2 separate regions of the Zea mays genome follow, and region 1 is linked to region 2. Evidence: chromatin contacts called from public Hi-C data. All regions are on one chromosome and are shown on one strand. The core of a region is the stretch at or near the end of the contact, and the rest is flanking DNA. Distances in the headings are between cores, read along the strand shown. Region 1 has its middle 240 kb from the start of LOC103641085. Region 2 has its middle 7.1 kb from the start of LOC103641085.

Region 1 (4,496 bases), core at 222-2,721, 230 kb after region 2:
CTCAAATTTACAAATGCTGCCACTCCCATCCCATTCGTCCCCACCACTGTGCAGTCCGTGCAGGCAGGGATGGAGCAGTGAGCAAATGAAAAGAGCCAATCCTTTCCATGTCTCCCTTATTTATTCCCTTAGAAAGTTTGTCCAGCATCCATCACTACAACGCAAAGGGGTGCCCACCTGGGCAGTGCAAAGGTTAGGCTCACTTGTTCGCATGGACACATGCACGGACTTCAGATTATTCAAAAGCCTCGCTAATTTGGTTTGGATGGTCATCAGGTTTATCACTAACTAGCTTTTACTTCTCTTCTAGATACAGACAGAGCAGTACTTCTTTGCAATGCAGTGCTCTCAATAGCTATCCGTAAAATGACAACTAAACAAAATATTGGTTCTAAAAACATTCAGTTATCAGTTGTGTTGGTCTTGAAAGTTCAGTTTTGTTTGGTGGTATGTCCATAATTTCTATACTTATCTATGCTACTTATGGATGACTATCCTGTCTAGATTCAGTGACATAAACAAAAAGATGAAGTGGGCCAATAATATCGAATTGTTCACTTAATTAGTTCATGTTCTTACATTTAAAGCCTCTTCAAATTTGCTACATGGATCCACATCCCTACGGTCTTTTTCTTCTCTGTTGCCTAATTCATGCATGGACTTAAGTGGTACAAGTAAGAAAAAATGTTGTACTATAGTAATTAAAACTGAAGTTCAGTTCGAGCTTGAATGAGGTTGGACAGGTTTTAAGACTCCAGGACCACAGGTACAGCTGCGATATAACTACTGAAAATGATGGCTATTGATTAATTATCACTATTATATTTATATATGGGCTACATAGACTATTTTAAGGTTAGTCACTGAATACCATGCATATCTGATACTGATTTATTCTTATATATATTTACGCCTGTAACTAGGAGGGGAAAAAAACTCTCACCACAAGGTGTACATCGCTTATTGGCCACCTTTTCTCCAAAATGGATTTCATTCAGGGTTCCACGAATGAAGTTGCCGCTTGCATGTAGTATCATATTTTTCTTGTCATGGGTATATGGTTGGACTCAAGTCACGCAGGTTGTTACTGAAAGAAAAGACGAAAGCAGTCACACACATCATTTTTCCCTGCAATTAGGGAACGACATGTCCCTGTGAACACTCCAGGAGAATTATCTGTCAGATGATGGTGCTTTCTGCTTTCCACCTTTCACTTCGGATCAGGCTTTCCAGCAGCAACTTTTCACTTGTGAAAACTTTGGTTGAAGTTCCTTTTACAGGCAAGAAGATAAGGCAGTGCATGTCATCAGTGGAGCAAACTCAAGAAAAGCAGTTAGGCATGACTGCCTACTTGCCCTAACTGAATCTGCTCACGTTTTTCATGCTATAAAAGATGGCTACTAGTACTGCATTCTACTGTAAACAGGAGTAGCAGTACAACTTTCTGTGCCTTCTAGGTGATGTGCATCTGTTTGGAGGTATCCAAAAGGAGCTTTTTAGTGGGAGAGCACAGCAGCCCAGCCTTTTGGAAAGCACACCTCCCACTACATGCACTTTCTACTCCATTGTCCCTGGCCTTTTGAGCAACACTTTAAGACCTTCCAGGAGAGTGATTGGCATCCCCTACCCTTACTGATGAATCAAATTCCCAAGGGCAATTCTCCTCAAAAGAAACCAGTCCACTCACACTGAGTGGTGAGTGTGAGTGGAGTCCATTTAGGTGCCAAAGGAGTTCTACTTATTTGGGCATCCTGCCAAAGGAGCCGCTTTTCCTTGTTGCCACCTTTTTTCATCTTTTGTCAAAGGTGGAGGTGACTTTTTTATTCTATTTTATTTTTGTTGCTTCGACCATGACTTACAACTAGGCAAAGGCACAAGCACTATGCGCAGCAAAAGGAATGCATACTCAAGCAGCAATTGGCTCTGATGAATTGCTTAAGGAGTTAGCAATAATGCCCAACGGAGCTGGACCATTATTGTTGCTTATTAGCTCCTGATTGATTTGATTAGCTTCTGGTGAAAATTAACTGATGTATGAAAATTAAGAGCTTTCTAAAAACAACTAAGAACTCTACTCTTGAATTCATGTAAACATTGTGAAAATTGTATAGCTTGTGACAGATCTCCAACACACATGCCCCAAACAGTAACCAATCACATAAGTGAGTCGACAATAAAATCATTTTCATATATTTTTCTTTTAGTAAAGATCGTATGTAGTAGTAACAATATAATTAGAAGCCAGCAGTCTATTCGTTGTGTAGTCATCTGAGCCATTGATCTTAAATTTGGTGGTTCAAAAAAAATGTTTATTTGTCCAACACACACTCAAGTATGGTACAGATGCAGCCCCCGCCCCTACCCAATTGAATTGTTTGCGCCAGCATGCTCATGATACGCGTGGAATAAACCGGAGAATAATCCACTAGCTAGCTGCCCGCTGCCGACAAGAAATAGTTGGACTAACCAATATGGTTACTTGTACCGCAGCATCGTGATGAACTTTTAGCTTTGTTTGTTTTTTATTTTAACACCTAAGGTCTAGTTTGGGAGCCACAAAACCGGATGAGTTGAAGGGACTACAATCTCCTTCTTATTTAAATTTAAATAAGAAGGGAATTCTAGTCCCTCCAATCTCCTTTGGTTTTGTGACTCTCAAACTAGCCCTAAGTGCTACTTATGGATGATGGACCTTATTAGCCACCAACTCGACGAAAACGTCCAACCAAACTAGCCCAGCTATTAAGCCGCACCAAACTAGCCTAACTATTAACGAGTTACTACACTAGAGAAGTCAATCGGACCAGGAAACAACCCCACCAACCACACTCAATTAATGGGACTGAACCGCCCGTTGCCCGCAATGAATCACTAGAACAAAACATATATAAACAAAAAATCTAGAATATGCAAACAAGGTTTTGTCTAATTATTGCTATCTCTACCGCAAAACTAAAGTTTCAATTCCAATCATAAATATTGTAACTAGAAAGGAGATATTGAAACTTCAGTACTTAAAATAAATACGGAAGGTAAAGAGCTAGTAGAGAAAGCATACTCTTGTGGATGACACCGGTATTTTTACCGAGGTATCCGGAACCACGCAAGGTCCCGACTAATCCTCGTTGGTATCCCTACGTAAAGGGTAGCCCACACGAGGGCCAAAAACCACGAACGAGTAACTCCGTAAAGAGTCGCTGGCCTTCTCTACGTGCAAGTGGTGCTCCGCTTTCGGCTACTCTTGAACGCTCCTCTCCGTCTCCAGTGTCGAGCTTCCGCCCGAAATGACGCGGGCCTCGTTCCCTCCGGTACGCAATACCGACCGTGTCACAAACTCGGTTGACATAGTCTCACAAGACTCTCGCCCCACTCGATATAATTACTACGGCTTACACACGAGCCGAGGGGTTTTGTGGGTTTTTCTAAATTCACTCAACTAACTAAGAACACCTAGAGCATGCGTATAAGCGGTCTAACTAACCTAAGCACTTCGCAAAGCACCTACACTAATCATCGAGTGATTCTATTAAGCACTTAGAAATGCCTATAACATGTGTTGGTATGTTGGTTGGGCTTCCACACCTTCAAATGGCCGGTTGGGTGAAGTATATATAGGCCCCAACACGAAACTAGCCGTTGGAAAAAAAGTTGCTACTCCTCTACGACACACCAGACAGTCCGGTGGTAGGCATCGGAAAGTCCGGTGCCCTGCCCGGTGCTCCACTAGCCATTGGATTGATCGTTGCTGCGTGTCAGCCTTGCATCGGATAGTCCGGTGGCTCTCCTCGACAGTGCCACCAGGAACACTAGCCGTTGGGCTACTGTTCCCTAGTGCACCAGACAGTCTAGCGGTATGGCACCAGACGGTCTGGCGGTGTGGCACTAGACAGTCTGGTGCTCTCAACCGGACAGTCCGCTAGTGGTAATACTTTCTTCATGTCTTGGACATTGCTTGATACTTGTTGATCTTCACTTACGGTCTTCATAATATCTTCTTTTGAGGTGTTGCTTCCTCAATGCCTTAGTCCAAGTCACTTTAGCATCTTGTGAACTATAATACAATCACTAGGAAACATATTAGTCCACAGGTTATGTTGATCATCAAACACCAAAATCATCTAGTAAAATGGGTCGAGGTCCATTTTCCTTACAAAGGTCATGCGGGTTCGTGCCGATGGACTGGGAGCGGCGAAGGGCGAGCAGTGGGACTTGACCGAGAGACCAAAGAAGCTAGGTGACTAGCCATGGTCACTAACACCTGGGACACACACTGGCGCGAGGATGTGACAGAGCGGATCATGTCAACGATGTGGTCAAGGACTAGCGAGACACGTGTCTAGGACATGGGGATTCACATGCGGTGCGCTACTCGCGACGGTTTTGGTGGTTGAGCATCAAAACCACTCAGCTCTACGTATGGCGAGTTTTGCTGAGTTTGAACCTCAAAACTTAGCGGTACAGATCTAACGGTAATTGAAGGCGGTGTGTGGTGTCGT
Region 2 (4,433 bases), core at 1,909-4,408:
GTCATTTTCATGTCCCTGATGCAATTTATCGTATACCAGGCCCTTCTTACTGGATGCTCTGTCGGTGGTGTTTCTACCATACTTCACTGTGATGAATTCCATAGATTGTTTCCCTCGAATACCAGAGTCAAATGCCTAGCTGACGCTGGAATGTTTTTGACACGTATGCTCACACAATTGTATATTGGTGTGAATTGGTCCTTTAATCATTTGCAGTGTTGATGTTTCTGGCCGTCGGGAAATGAGATCCTTTTTCAATGGCATTGTGAGATTGCAGGTGTGCATCACTTCGTGAGCCATAGCTTTTTATTTTTGTTTTTAGTAAGAGCTTCTTCTTGCTATCAATGCTATACAGCGATGTATCTGCTATATCAGAATATTTTGTGCCAGTAGCAGTAACTTCATTTTTTTGTTGTCCATATTTTTCATTTATGTCGGTGATTTGTCCGTCCAGATTTATTTCTCATCTAGATTTTTTTTTGTTTTTTGACTGATTTTGGACTCTAAAACTCCAATAATCTAATATATTCGAAATTAGACTTTTTAATATTAATTAAATTTTATCATTGTACATTAATGTAAGATTATCATAGTCATTTGTTTATGATATAAATATTTTTAACATTTTATATGATGTACTTTAGTTTTTAGTATATTATTTAATGTTTAAAATCACTTGTAATTAGCGAGATGACGGAATCGCCTAATTGACACTGTAGACAACTTTGGTTTCGTGTGAGAGGAGTTTGTTTTTCCTACATGAATATTTGACCGGATCAAACCCTAGCTATATATAAAGGGAGCTGTTTCTTGCAGCTTTCATTCGCGCATGGATTTCGCGATGGTTCCTATTGTGTTCAGCTGATTTTACAAGAAAATAAAAAAAAATTAATGTAATCAAAGGAGCAGATATAAGGAGCGGCATAAACGAAAAAAAATTGACAAGAAAAAAACAAATCAGCGACAAAGACAAAAAGTATTGAACGCACACAATGGAGCTCAAACCCTCAACCTCAAGGTTAAGAGCCTTGCGCTCTACCGACTAAGCTAGACGAGCTTTGTGATTACACTTTCAAGCTCAGTGTCATAGATCTTGACGCCGAGCTTGGTGCCACGTCAGCGCCACGTCGTCTGGGTTGTGCCAGCGCAGTATGTACCTTGGCGCCATAGGCTATGGCGTCGAGATGTGTTACCTCGGTGCCATAGGCTATGGCGCCGAGGAGAGGGTTCAAAAATGACATTAAATTTTTTTAAGATTTAAACGTGAATTTTTTTTCCGATAATGAGACAAAATTAAAAAAAAAGTCGGACGCAGGGCAGCAGGGCGTGGTGGTGGCTGGCTCGGGTGGACAGGTGGACACGCCTTGTTAGCCTTCTATTTGGCCTGTGCTTTCGTGTAAGTGGGCCAGACCATCTAAACCCAAGACTCAACGGCGCCCAAGAGTGCCCAACCAGTGTTATTACAGGCCACATTTCTAAGGGCCTCAGAGAGCCATTGGTGAGCAGCACAATGTCCATCTACACTTTTTTGCTCCTATTCCATACTCTCCACGTTCAGAGTTAAAAGCAAAGCAATTGTAGGTATTTACGAATAGTAAATTAGGCTCGCCTAAATACTTTAGCAATAGTTAGGCTTCAACGGTGACTACTCTAAGTTCCCACAATGAGTCTGTTTGTGTTCAGATTTTTTCTGACCAACTTTTCTAAAAAATCTGGCTATGGAGAAAATCTGGCTGTGGAAAGAATCTCAGTATAGTGTGGACTACATGCGGAGGAAGATGAAGTGGTACAAAGGCTACGGGATCTAGAAAGCGATGAATTTCTACTATCGTGACGACTTGACCGATTTTGTGTTCATGTTGATTTTGGACAGTTTTTATTAAAACGATTTTTATAGAAGCAGGCTGAAAAGATAAAGCGTTTGACAGTCTGCAACAGCTTTTGGTGGCCAGAAGCTAAAAAATCCAACCAAGCAGGGCTATAGGACTAAACTTTAGCATTTGAGAACTGTTTGGATACAAGTACTAAACTTTAGTATATTACTTCTAATAATGCGGTGTGCAATAAACGAGTGACGATACTAGCTATGCAAAAGCTAGTGGCCCGTGCTTGGAGAGAGAAAGGTGTGTATGGGTGGAGGAGAGGGAAATGGTGTTAGGACCACTTTTAACACAGTTTAACATATTTAGTGGATCTAAAGTGCTAAAAGGTGCTAAACTTTAACACAACTAATTTTTAGTTGCCATGTTTATTTCTTCAATAGCTTAACTTTAGAAAAAAATACAATGCTAAAGGCGAAACAAATGGGCCATAGTCAGGGGCGGACCCAAGGGGGTCCAGGTGGACCACGACACACCCTAAGGCAGGCCCACCCAGACCCCTCCCTAATCGTCCGTTCTAGAGTCTAGACTTCATGGGCATTAGACTCGTTGCTTCATCTTCAATCTCCAATCCTCCATGAGCATGGAGCCACAAACAAGCAGGAGACAGTCAACGCCACCCCACAGCTCGCTCCCTGGACCCTAGCGCCCATCGTCGCCCCTGGCCTTAGCGACAGTCGCCGCCTTCCTGGGCCCTAGCGCGCCGTCAAAATGTGTTGTCACCGTGCCCAGCCAGCCATCCCTATGCGGCTGCGTCGGACCTTCCAGCGGTCAGCCGGCCACACGCCCGATGTCTCATCTTGTGGCGGTCAAGGGGATGTTGATACCCAATTCCCCATTCCCAAGGTTTTTATTGTGAATTGTAAAGCCTAGCGGCTTAACTGTTAGCTTTGAGTGTAAATATATAATGGTTAATCTATAATGCAATATATATTTTATTGCTGATTTTTGTTTTGTTAATTGTTGATTCAGTATTTAGTTTTAATGGCTGAAATATGAAGAAGCAAATAGATATATATTAGATTTTGATAGAAGTGTATATAAAAAAATTGTTTCGGCACATCCTAAATAAAAATTCTAGGTCCGCAGCTGGCCATAGTCTATACATTATATATTGGTGGCGCCTCTCACCCTCCACATTATCTAGTTAGGGCTTAATATGAAGTCTAATCATCAAGTACAGCACCAAGAACATCTATCAGCAACTGTGTGCTAGTATGTAATGTGTGGTAGGCCGTCATCCTATCCACCACCTAATTAATAGAACCATTAATCAGGGCCCTCTGATCTTCCATCTATGACGGAGACCGTTTGTCCTCTTGTCTTTGGCACCTTTTCCATGAGTCGCTTTATGCATTCACTCACTCCCCTTCTGCTTCCCAGCTGTCCCAAATTGATGCTGATGCCATTGTAGGAATATCGAAGTAGTAATTTTATTGCTCCTCTACCACCGTGCTCATTTATTTTTCTTAGAAAAAAACTCGAAGGCGAGAGGTTGACCTCTCCCAACGCATAAATAGGAGAAATTAGTACTATAAAATTTATGATTGTGTGTTTTCCCTTTTATCTTTTAATGATACAACCCTTATATGGTTTTAATATTAACTGATTGTTTTTTTGGTTCATGCACCCAGTTAGGCTCTGTTCAGTTGTGCCCAACTAGGCGGATTGGGTCTGGATTGTGGAGCAATCCAGGTTGAAATCCGACCCCGGTAGAAATCCCGGTTTCTAATTTTTTTTTATGTTCGGTTAAGCCCACTAGGATTCTAGCCTATAGGTTTGGAATTTTTTTGGCTAGAGAAGGTACTGGATTGGAGCCAGGACCGGAAGGGCCTGGAAACAAATCCGAAGCGGGCGACACAAAGGAGAGCGGCGATGACGCAAGCGAGAGACGAGATGCTGCTGAGCGGCGGTGGCGCAAGCGGGAGACGAGGTGCTGTTGTGCGCCAGCGGCGACGACAACATCGTCCCCACCGCTAGCAAACTCTACTGCATCGGCAAGCTTCTCTCTGGTTGGTCCTTCTCAATTTTACTAGGGTTCTTGAACTAGAGCCATTTCTTTCTTGGTCCTGATGTTCATGGTACTGGTGGTGGCTCCGGATCCACCAACGGGAATGTGGGAGGGGCCATGGGTGCAGGCGGTGGGCCGGTCGGGGGCCACGGTCGGCGGAGGCCATGAGCGCCTCATGGTTTCCTTTTCGAATCGATAGGTTCCCTTTCTGATTTCCGTCGGCAGACGACGTGGGGCAGAAGACCAAGGCGATCGTGACCACCAGCATGAGGAAGGTGAAAGATGGAACATCTCAGGGGTTCCAATGGATCAAGGACAAGTGCCAGCGGAACGGTGGCGGGAAGAAGCAGCAGGACTCCGAGGCCCCTAGGTATTGCTGACCCCCTGTCCTCATAACATTAGCATTGTTGCTCGGCTTCAAAGGAAGCTTGAAGTCGGGGTTCCAATGATATTTATGCACTTATATTTCTCTGCTCATATTTTTCATCTAGATGGAGGGCAATACTGTCTTGAAGCCAACACTTTTCTTGTCTCATCTGGGT

What was found. Hi-C and Micro-C count contacts between places; a contact is called where the count stands out from the background.
Region 1: a contact with region 2 is called in a Hi-C map of bundle sheath, with 3 times the contacts expected there. The contact joins two enhancer-like sites. A contact is called at or near these places in 6 of 25 Hi-C or Micro-C datasets (bundle sheath, ear, leaf and 1 more).

What each region holds. Positions count from the first base shown.
Region 1 is chr10:53,935,115-53,939,610 of Zm-B73-REFERENCE-NAM-5.0, forward strand. No RefSeq gene overlaps it. Among protein-coding and RNA genes, the nearest start is that of LOC103641085, 240 kb to the left of the region's middle. Within about 2 kb of position 1,472, at least 16 of the 20 cell types and tissues checked have an H3K27ac peak or open chromatin away from gene starts, as enhancers often do. A contact at or near this core is called in bundle sheath and leaf, where this site is marked.
Region 2 is chr10:53,702,568-53,707,000 of Zm-B73-REFERENCE-NAM-5.0, forward strand. No RefSeq gene overlaps it. Among protein-coding and RNA genes, the nearest start is that of LOC103641085, 7.1 kb to the left of the region's middle. Within about 2 kb of position 3,159, at least 10 of the 20 cell types and tissues checked have an H3K27ac peak or open chromatin away from gene starts, as enhancers often do. A contact at or near this core is called in bundle sheath and leaf, where this site is marked.